2 separate regions of the Mus musculus genome follow, and region 1 is linked to region 2. A link is a contact called in public HiChIP or PLAC-seq data. All regions are on one chromosome and are shown on one strand. The core of a region is the stretch at or near the end of the contact, and the rest is flanking DNA. Distances in the headings are between cores, read along the strand shown.

Region 1 (4,522 bases), core at 1,615-4,114, 290 kb after region 2:
GACACAGGAGCCCCAGCACAATAGCAGCCTATGATGTACACAACACAGAATAAATGAGAGCTCTCGGTAGCTGGGATCCTTTCCTGTGACAGAAGGGCCACCCCTCCCTGACCTGCAGCCGAATACCCATCTGTCTATGTCTTCAGGCTTTGACGTTCTGTCTCAGTGACAGTTTTCCCAAAGTCAGTTTCAGTTCAATGGGGAGAGGGGGGCTGGCTGACTCAGAGTAAATCCGGAGGTCCTGAAGGTCTGACTGGATTGGCAACAGCCAGCTATGCAGTGCTAGACAGCAGGTGGCCACTCACACTGTGACTCAGGTGGGCATTTAAAATCCTCTCTGCTCATCTGCATCTGAAGGTGGAAGAAATCGGAGGTCAGTAAACGCTCTGCCCCCAGTCTGGGAAAAGGCCAGTGTGAGACCTCACTGTTAAGTTCAAGAGCAGAGCAGACCCCGGCTGCTGGGATCCTAGCATGTTATGAGACTTGTTACTGATGCAAAAGAATGAAATGTGTCCTGGAGGTGAGGAGGGCATGGGGCACTTGGGACTCTGGCAGTAGCCTGTGAATGCTGTCTTGTTCTTTTGGACCTGTGGATGAAGGGTCTTTATAGCAAAGGACCACTAGGAATGCCAGACATGTTGGCCATGAGACAAAACTGCCATATTGGTTGGCCTCTGGGGGCTAAGCAGAGACAGTGGTATGGCCATCAGGATCACAAACATAACCTTCGCCTGTACTAGGGCTGGGGGGATCTGCTGCCTGTAACACATGCCAACAGATCCTAACAGATACATCATACCAGCTAGTATATAAAATACATACTACCCTATCTAGTATACACTTGCAGGCCTGACTGTATGCATGCATGTATACATACATGCACACACACATATTCATACACATGACTTAAATTAATTTTGTTGTGTTTTATAATGTGGTATAATGCAACAGGAAGGAGCCCCTCCCATGATAAGGAGTCCCATTGAACCATCACGCAATGCCACAGGCCTACTAAGTGGAGCAGGGAAGGGGCAGAGGCAAAGTGGGGAAGGGTAAAGAGAGAAAGAGAGGAAGAGAGAGAAGGGAAGAAGCCAGCCAGGAACATGTGGGGATAGAGAAAGAGAGAATGAAGAAGGAGGGAGAGAGCATAGGAGGTAAGAGAAAGCTGGGGTGTTAGCAATCCTCAAACAGGCCTGGCTCTCACATGATGGCAGATGATGACATAAGCTGTTGCTAGGTTGCTGTTGCTGTTGCTGGAGCCTAATGGAACTGTCTGCAAGCCACTAACTTTAAAATTGCTTTGTAGTCAGGCAGTGGTGAGACACGCCTTTAATCCGAGCACTCGGGAGGCAGAGGCAGGCAGATTTCTGAGTTCAAGACCAGCCTGGTCTACAAAGTGAGTTCCAGGACAGCCAGGGCTACACAGAGAAACCCTGTCTCAAAAAAACAAAAACAAAAACAAAAGCAAAAGCAAAAAAAAAAAAAAAACTTTGTGTATGTAGTGCTAAGGAGTGAGCCTAGGACTTGACCCAATGCTAGGCAGGCGCTCCACCACTGAGCTACAATCCCAGCTGGAGTTCTGAAACAGGGATAGGGTCTCACATCCAATCCAGTCTGGATTAGAACTCAGTATATAGCCCAGGCCAGCCTTGAACATGCAGCCTCAACCTCTTGACTGCTGCAATTACAGGTGACAGTGTGCCCAGAGGAAAGCTGAATTCCAAAGTTAAAAAGAAATGTAAGATAGCAAACAATCCATTAGAAATCTTACAGTATTATTATTTATGACTTTTTTTTCTTTTTGGTTTTTTTCGAGACAGGGTTTCTCTGTATAGCCCTAGCTGTCCTGGAACTCACTTTGTAGACCAGGCTGGCCTCCAACTCAGAAATCTGCCTGCCTCTGCCTCTCAAGTGCTGAGATTAAAGGCGTGCGCCACCACGCCCGGCATGATTTATTGACACACTACTGAAAGCCTTTTAAGATAGGCTATGCACCCCATTCTAGCTTTGAACTCAGAATCTTCTGGCCTCAGTCTCCAGAGTGCTATGATTACAGGCATATGGCACTGTGTCCAAACACCAACTAATCTGCTTGCATTAACCTAAGTATAGTGCCCACATGGACCTGCACTCTGGCCATTTAGAAGCAGGAACATTCATCTTCCTAATCTATATAAACCCTCCACAGATGATCAGAGCCAATTGGTGTTCTGAGTTCATTACTCAGTACAAGAGCTAAGTGCAAGTCTTGCAGCACTAGCTCACCGATTAAGGGTGCAGAGCTCCAGACAGAAGGGACCAGGTTCAAATCCCAGCAGCCGGGCACTCTTATTGCCTGGCAAAACAAACAAACAAACAAAAAAAGCTGAGTGAGTGCAACCTCCAAGAACCACTTGGACTAGAGTTGCTCTCCAGTGGTCAGTACATTAATTATCTTCATTTTCTCGTGTACGCTGCCCGGGCTGTACAAGGTTTCCTTCCGTCTTGTCCTGGGCTAGTGATGGGGACGAGGTTGGCCTCGGGAATGACTGGGTTCCCACACATCCAGCTTTCGGAGAATGTACCCAACCACTATCAGAAAGCATAGCTCTCAGCAGTGGTGGTCTGGAAGGGCAGAAAGCACGGCTGATCGCTGGAATTGGTCTCACTTAAATGGCAAACAGGGAAGAGACGCATTTTCCTCCAGTTGATCAAAACCAATCTGAGTCTTCTGCAGGCTGGCCTACAGATGGTACTTTGAGCAGCTTTGTAGAAGTGTGTCTGCATCTAACGCTAAAAGACAACAGAGCCTCTGCGCTCCGAGCGGATTCCGTCCCCAAGTCCAGAACAAACCGGAAGTACGTCATGCGCCTGCGCCGAGGGGCGTTACGCCTGCGCGCTGGAAGAGGGCGGCAGCGGCTTGGGCATGGCAGAGGTGGACCTGGAGTCGGATCAGATCCGATTGAAGTGTATCCGTAAGGAAGGTTTCTTCACCGTGCCTCCAGAACACAGGGTGCGACGGGGTGCCACTCGTGCGGCGCTGAGTGGCAGGGCCAGACTGAAGCGCACCGGGGCGTTCCGTGTCGCGTTCAAGTTTGAGGTTCCAGCGTCGGAGGGGGAACGGCAGTCCCCGAGTTTGCCGCGGCGTGGGCAGAAATCGGCAGCCCAGAGGCTGGGGCGGGGTGGGACCGAGGACGAGCGACCAAGGGCGAGAAGAGTGGGAGGTTCCCGGTGGCACCTGCAGCCGCGGGGGTCTCACCTGGCGTTACCCACAGTCTTGTCTCTTTTGTGTGATGTGAAGGTGAACCTTAAGGGGCTCCGATTTCTGCTCCAGTAGACGTTTGGTGGGAAGAGGTTTTGCCGCAGCCCACGTATTTTTAACTTCTTGTTTATGCTTTGCGAGGCCAAGGCACATTAACTAAGAGCCTCAGAGCACAAGGCACGAGACAACACTTAACAACTAGTTAACTCAGAGCACTGCACTGGAAGCCGAGGTTGCGAAAGCCGTTCTTAAAGGGGGAGAAAATGCACGTGTGCAGTGGTCCCTTAAGTCAAAAATGTCAGAGTCCTGCGTGGTGGTCCACACTGGTAATCCCAGTCAGGGAGTTGAGGCAGGATGGTCACTCCACTTTGGAGGGGAGCCTGGGCTACAGAGTGAGACCTGGACTCAGAAATAAGCCGAGATATAAAATAGTGGAGACTTTGGAGAAAAGGAGTATTCTGTAAGAAGTTTGTAGAAGAGTTGACATTTGTTTTGGACCAGGAAGTGTTGCCAAAATTTGGGCAGATCTGACAAGGAATGGTATACCACACTCAGGTGGCAGCACAAAATCCTGGTGAATGGAATTTCGAAGTGAACAGGGATCCTCGAGGAGAGGGAGGGAGGGAGGGAGCTCAGAGTGGATCGTGGGGGCCATCAGGTATCAGAGTAACAGAACCCAGGGCAGGGCAGTTAAGAGTCGGGAAGCCAGCAGGGGGCTGGTGGAATAGAATCCTAAGCTTGCTCTGGTCCTTCTGTACCCAAGGAATGCTTAGCTAATGCACTTAGAAAGGCACCTCACACATGAAAAGTTGGCACTCCCTGTTGAAGGCCGGATTCTCCTGCACAGAGGTGTTTGTGCCCATGGCTTGTGGCCATTTGGTACTAGACAGCAGACATTTGGAACACTGGGTTGGAGGGGATACTTAGGCCATCTTCAGTATGCTTCAGTATTTCAAAGTGATTCCAGTGGTATCTGTCCCCTTCACTCATCAGAAAATTCCAAATACATGGTTGCTTTTCTGTTTGGTAAGCAAGATGCAAGCACGTTTCTCAGTGCCAGGTATGGGTGAGACTTGTCACTTGTGTGGTTAGCTTCCAGATCCCCACACTGGCTGCCTCTCTCTTTCAGCTGGGAAGATGCCGAAGCGTTAAGGAGTTTGAGAAGCTGAACCGGATTGGCGAGGGCACCTATGGCATCGTGTGTGAGTGGTCATGAAAGAGCTCTGTGGGGACTGGAAGGCTCACACTCTATACTGGTGTGATGCTTAAACATAAGCCTCG
Region 2 (4,067 bases), core at 217-2,716:
AATGGACAAATGATACCACAGGCAAGATGCCTCAGTAAAGAAGATAAATAGCTGAGCCTGCATTTCTCCAGATAGGTTCATGACAAATGATCAGTATCATCTGCTAACAGGAAAATGAAAATTATTGCCATTATCACTATAAAGCCTAAGTTGGCCTCAAGCAGGCAGGAATCCTCTTGTCCCCACCTCCCAAGTACACCAGAGTGTCACACAACGAGCCAGGATCATACCTGTCATCTCTGCAATGAGGAGGTTAGAGCAGAAAGACCACAGGGTGGAAGTCAGTCTATGCTATGGGCGGAGTTAAATCACAACAGGATGCTCTAAATATCCAGCAGACTGGATAAAATCAGAAAGACTGGGTAAATATAGAACGGCATACAGGATGCTCAAAGTCAACTGACCCTGAACTTCTCAAACCAAACATGACCCACCCACTGCACACTCTGCTTCTAAATGCACCACTGAACTGTGGGCCAAAACAACCCCTTCCATGCAGTGCTTTTTGTCAGGTGTTTGTCTCCCTGACATCTTAAACCAACACAGGTGTAGCATGACAGGCAGTTTGTCAAGACACTGGGCCACAGGGCAGCTCAGCACTCCCATACCCTTCACTGCCCAAAGCATAAAGGTCAGAATCATGGGAGCTAAACATCCAGACCAAAAATATACCTTCCCATGAGCAGCCCATGGAGACTGCCAGCAGCAGATGGCCATGGTGAGTACTTCTTTTCTGAAGCTATCGGGGTGTTTGTTTAAATATGAGGGACAGAGACAGGCTCATTTATGAAAAGAGGAGCCTTAATATCCAAAGCTGCTAGCACTACAATGAAAGTGGCTCAACAGACACAAGAAGGGGAACAAAACAAGCCCTCATTCCTTCTAGGTTATTCCACATACAGCTCTCTCTCTTCCCTCAAGCCAAGACCCACACAACTGCACTCATGCTTACAGACAGATTCTTAGCAAGCACAATGTGACTGACAAAGGGAAAGCAATGTCTTACCTGCTCTATTTCTCAGGAACAAAGCCCTATGACCATCTGGTACGAATCTACCCAATTAACCAGCTGGGTACTAAAGGCTCTGTCTAGGTGCGTGCTGACAGTCTTGAGCACAGCAGACTCCCAAGCATGCCTTCTGGACACTGGTACATGTCACCACGGCACTGAACTAACAAAGCATGGGCATCCTTCTTTGCTTCATTCACAGGGATAAGAGTGGTTGGTTTGTGTTTTTTTGTTTTTTAAATCTTGTTTCTCATGGTTTATTTATTGATGGCATATTGGTGGGGGGGGGGTGCATTAAACAGAAATGGGAGTTTAAGGAAGAGTATATGATTCACATCTTACTTTATAACGTAAGCAGAAAGAGCCCTTCTGTCTCTGCAGAGACTCAAAGGAAGAGCCAGAGCCTGGTCTGTCACGGCAGCTGAACACAAAGACGACAACAGGAAGGACCTAGTCACACAGTCACAGGAGCAGCCCAGGCTGCTTTACCATTCTCAGTCTCCTCCCCCAGCCTCAGTGCTGACATTAGAGATACAGAGCACCAACCCAGGAATCTAGTATTAATGACGGTCAACAGCATCTCAGGATACACCACCCAACAGGACCAAGATATCCAAACTCAACAAAGTCTTTGTATTTGCCAGCAAAGAGTTACCACTGCCCTGGCTAAGAGGAGGACAGAGCAGCAAATACTGAGACAAGGCTGGCTTCTGGTAGTAGTAATGAATCCAAAGTTTGCATAAGCAAGGGAAGGCTTATCTCAGGTTGTACCCCTAAATAACAAATGGAATGTGGAGCTGAAATCTACACTTTTATTCACTCAACTATTCCAAGATAAACATCTTTAAAAATTAAAACTTACATGCAATAAGCTTTACATTAAATGCTGAAAACAGTCTCTTGGCCCAGAATCTAAAGATCCTCCCTTTCTTCCTTACCTCGAATTTCAAAGAAAAGAAAACTGAAAAACTGCCTCTGTGAACACGACACGGATCTCTCCTGCATCCTCCACGGACCAAGCACTGCCTTACGCCAGCCCTGTCCTTGGTGAGGCCGGGGAAGAGCTCAACACCACAGCACACAAGCACCTGTGACCCTGCTCATAAGGAGGGCATAAGGGCTCTGCAGGCCATCTCAGAGATGGCACTTGCTCCCCTCACCCAACCTCCCTCTCCCTCCCTCCCCTTCCCTCCCTTGGTGTTCTCAGAAAAACCTGTTAACACAGTTGTTAAGAAAGGATACTGAAGTAGTATGTATCATCACAAAAAAAAAAAAAAAAAAAAAAAAAAAAAAAAAACCAGAATACAAACAAACTACCCCTCCCCAAACAAATAGAGGTGGCCATGCAAAAAACTGCTACATGACCTTCATGCCCTTAGAAGGTTCGGACATCCCATCTAAGGGCATGAAGTGTCCAATGAATGAAGTTTCCATTTAGTTGCTCATTTGTGCCTCGAATTAAAGCTGACCTATACTGTTCCAGGCATGGTGGCGTGCGCGCACACGCACATATATACACACACACATTCACACACACACACACACTGTTAACTCTCTGTGTGTGTACACTGTTCCTACGTGAATGACAATCTAGGTTGGTAAGGACTCAGTAAGAAACATTCCCATTACCACCTGGGTGTCCTTTGACAACTCCTGACTGCCTAAAGGTTATTTCTGAGTTTGAACTATCAACAAGGCACTGAAACCAACCTAGAACTTGACCCCCAGAGATATAGCAGCAGTACTGTGAAACAAATTCATTATGATAAGTCAACAGGGCTGGGACAGTGGCTCACATCCATAATCCTAGTGTTAGGAGGCTAAGGCAGGGGCTGTTACAAGATAAAGGTCAGCCTAGGTTAGACTATTTGGGTCCCAATTCAGTCTGCACAACAGGGTAAGGCCCTGTCTCAGACATGTGTGTTTGGTGGTGGAATGGCATGGCAATACTCCATTGAGAAACAAAATATAAAAATGTGGGTAAAGATGCCTCGTCATTTAATAAGCACACGTGGATCCTTTGTGTATGAGTAGGCATGGCTATAGTGACAGCTACCTATCAGTAGTGTCCAACTCAGCCCTATCATTCACAGGGGGAAACCAATTCCATGAAGCTAGGTATTCAATAGTTCATATAGTTCAATAAAAGGACCAAGCAGAAAGAACGACTGTCCTTGCTCCAAAGGTATGACAATGGTGCTCAAGAAATGCTAACTGACTTGCCCAAGATCACAAAAACAAAACAAAAACCAATGTTCAAAACACTGAGAGTGCTCTGCCTTTAGCTGTTCCTATTTTCTCTATACCCAAATGAGCACTGCTGGCAAGTGTATGGCCAGAGAGGAAAGAGAACTGTGATCAGAAAAAGACTAATAGGTTCAAGAAGGGCCCAGCCAGGAGCCAGGCCCAAAGTGAGACCTGGTAAATGTAGGCACTCATTATGGGCCTGCCTGCATGACTGCTGTGCAGGGCAGACTACAGGAGTCTAACAAGCATACAGCATTGTTTTTATCCTCAAACATCTGGTCACTATCTTTGTTTAAATTGCATTATAGATTGTAAGCAATAAATAGTCTATGATATAAAGTTGAAATTTCTGCTTTCTTTGGAGACTTATAATGATGTTTTGCTGAGGTACACAGGTGAAAGAATGTTTTGCTAAAGCAGACACACAGAAGGATGCATGATGTTTAGAAGGAATAAATATGACGCCCACCAACAGTGGGAGGTCACTGGAGCTCACAAAAGCACTTGTATCAATTCACTCTACACAGAGTTGGTGAGCTTTGCTTGTGGTGTCTCCATAGAGAGAAACTCACCAAAGACCTTCTCATGAGACTCCTGTGGCGTTCTTGCTGCTTCCCCAGACTCAGGCCTGCTGGTGAGTTTCAGTTTCTTCTGGATTGAACTTCCCTTGCTGATTTGCGTTTGGTGTTTGCTAGTGGACTGGACTAAGAACAACAAAGACTGGAATTGCCCCAAAGAGCCCAAAGAACCATTATTAAACAGGTCTACTTCCCCCATGTCCTAAAAACCTTTCCTTTCCATTACCTAAAAA

The links. HiChIP or PLAC-seq counts read pairs in DNA pulled down with a chosen protein or histone mark.
Region 1: an H3K4me3 HiChIP or PLAC-seq map of bone marrow-derived macrophages shows a contact between it and region 2, with 2.3 times the contacts expected there. The contact joins the promoter of Cdk10 here to the enhancer-like site in region 2. A contact is called at or near these places in 1 of 39 promoter capture datasets (pre-B cells), 6 of 115 datasets of contacts at active chromatin or transcription factors (bone marrow-derived macrophages, effector CD8 T cells, fetal liver and 3 more) and 2 of 9 other capture datasets (adipose tissue and liver).

The regions. Positions count from the first base shown.
Region 1 is chr8:123,221,977-123,226,498 of GRCm38.p6, forward strand. It overlaps Cdk10 (cyclin-dependent kinase 10), which reads left to right and starts at 2,865. Exons shown (of 13, transcript NM_194446.2): 1 at 2,865-2,992; 2 at 4,371-4,443. The coding sequence starts at 2,906. Spata33 (spermatogenesis associated 33) reads left to right here. Exons shown (of 3, transcript NM_177279.4): 3 at 1-69. The coding sequence ends at 53.
Region 2 is chr8:122,937,320-122,941,386 of GRCm38.p6, forward strand. All of the region lies in intron 2 of Ankrd11 (ankyrin repeat domain 11), which reads right to left. It overlaps Gm39272 (a long non-coding RNA gene), which reads left to right. Exons shown (of 3, transcript XR_879314.3): 1 at 1-2,056; 2 at 3,817-3,890. Among named protein-coding and RNA genes, the nearest start is that of Gm39272, 5.6 kb to the left of the region's middle. Within about 2 kb of position 1,467, at least 63 of the 459 cell types and tissues checked have an H3K27ac peak or open chromatin away from gene starts, as enhancers often do. A contact at or near this core is called in bone marrow-derived macrophages, effector CD8 T cells and pre-B cells, where this site is marked.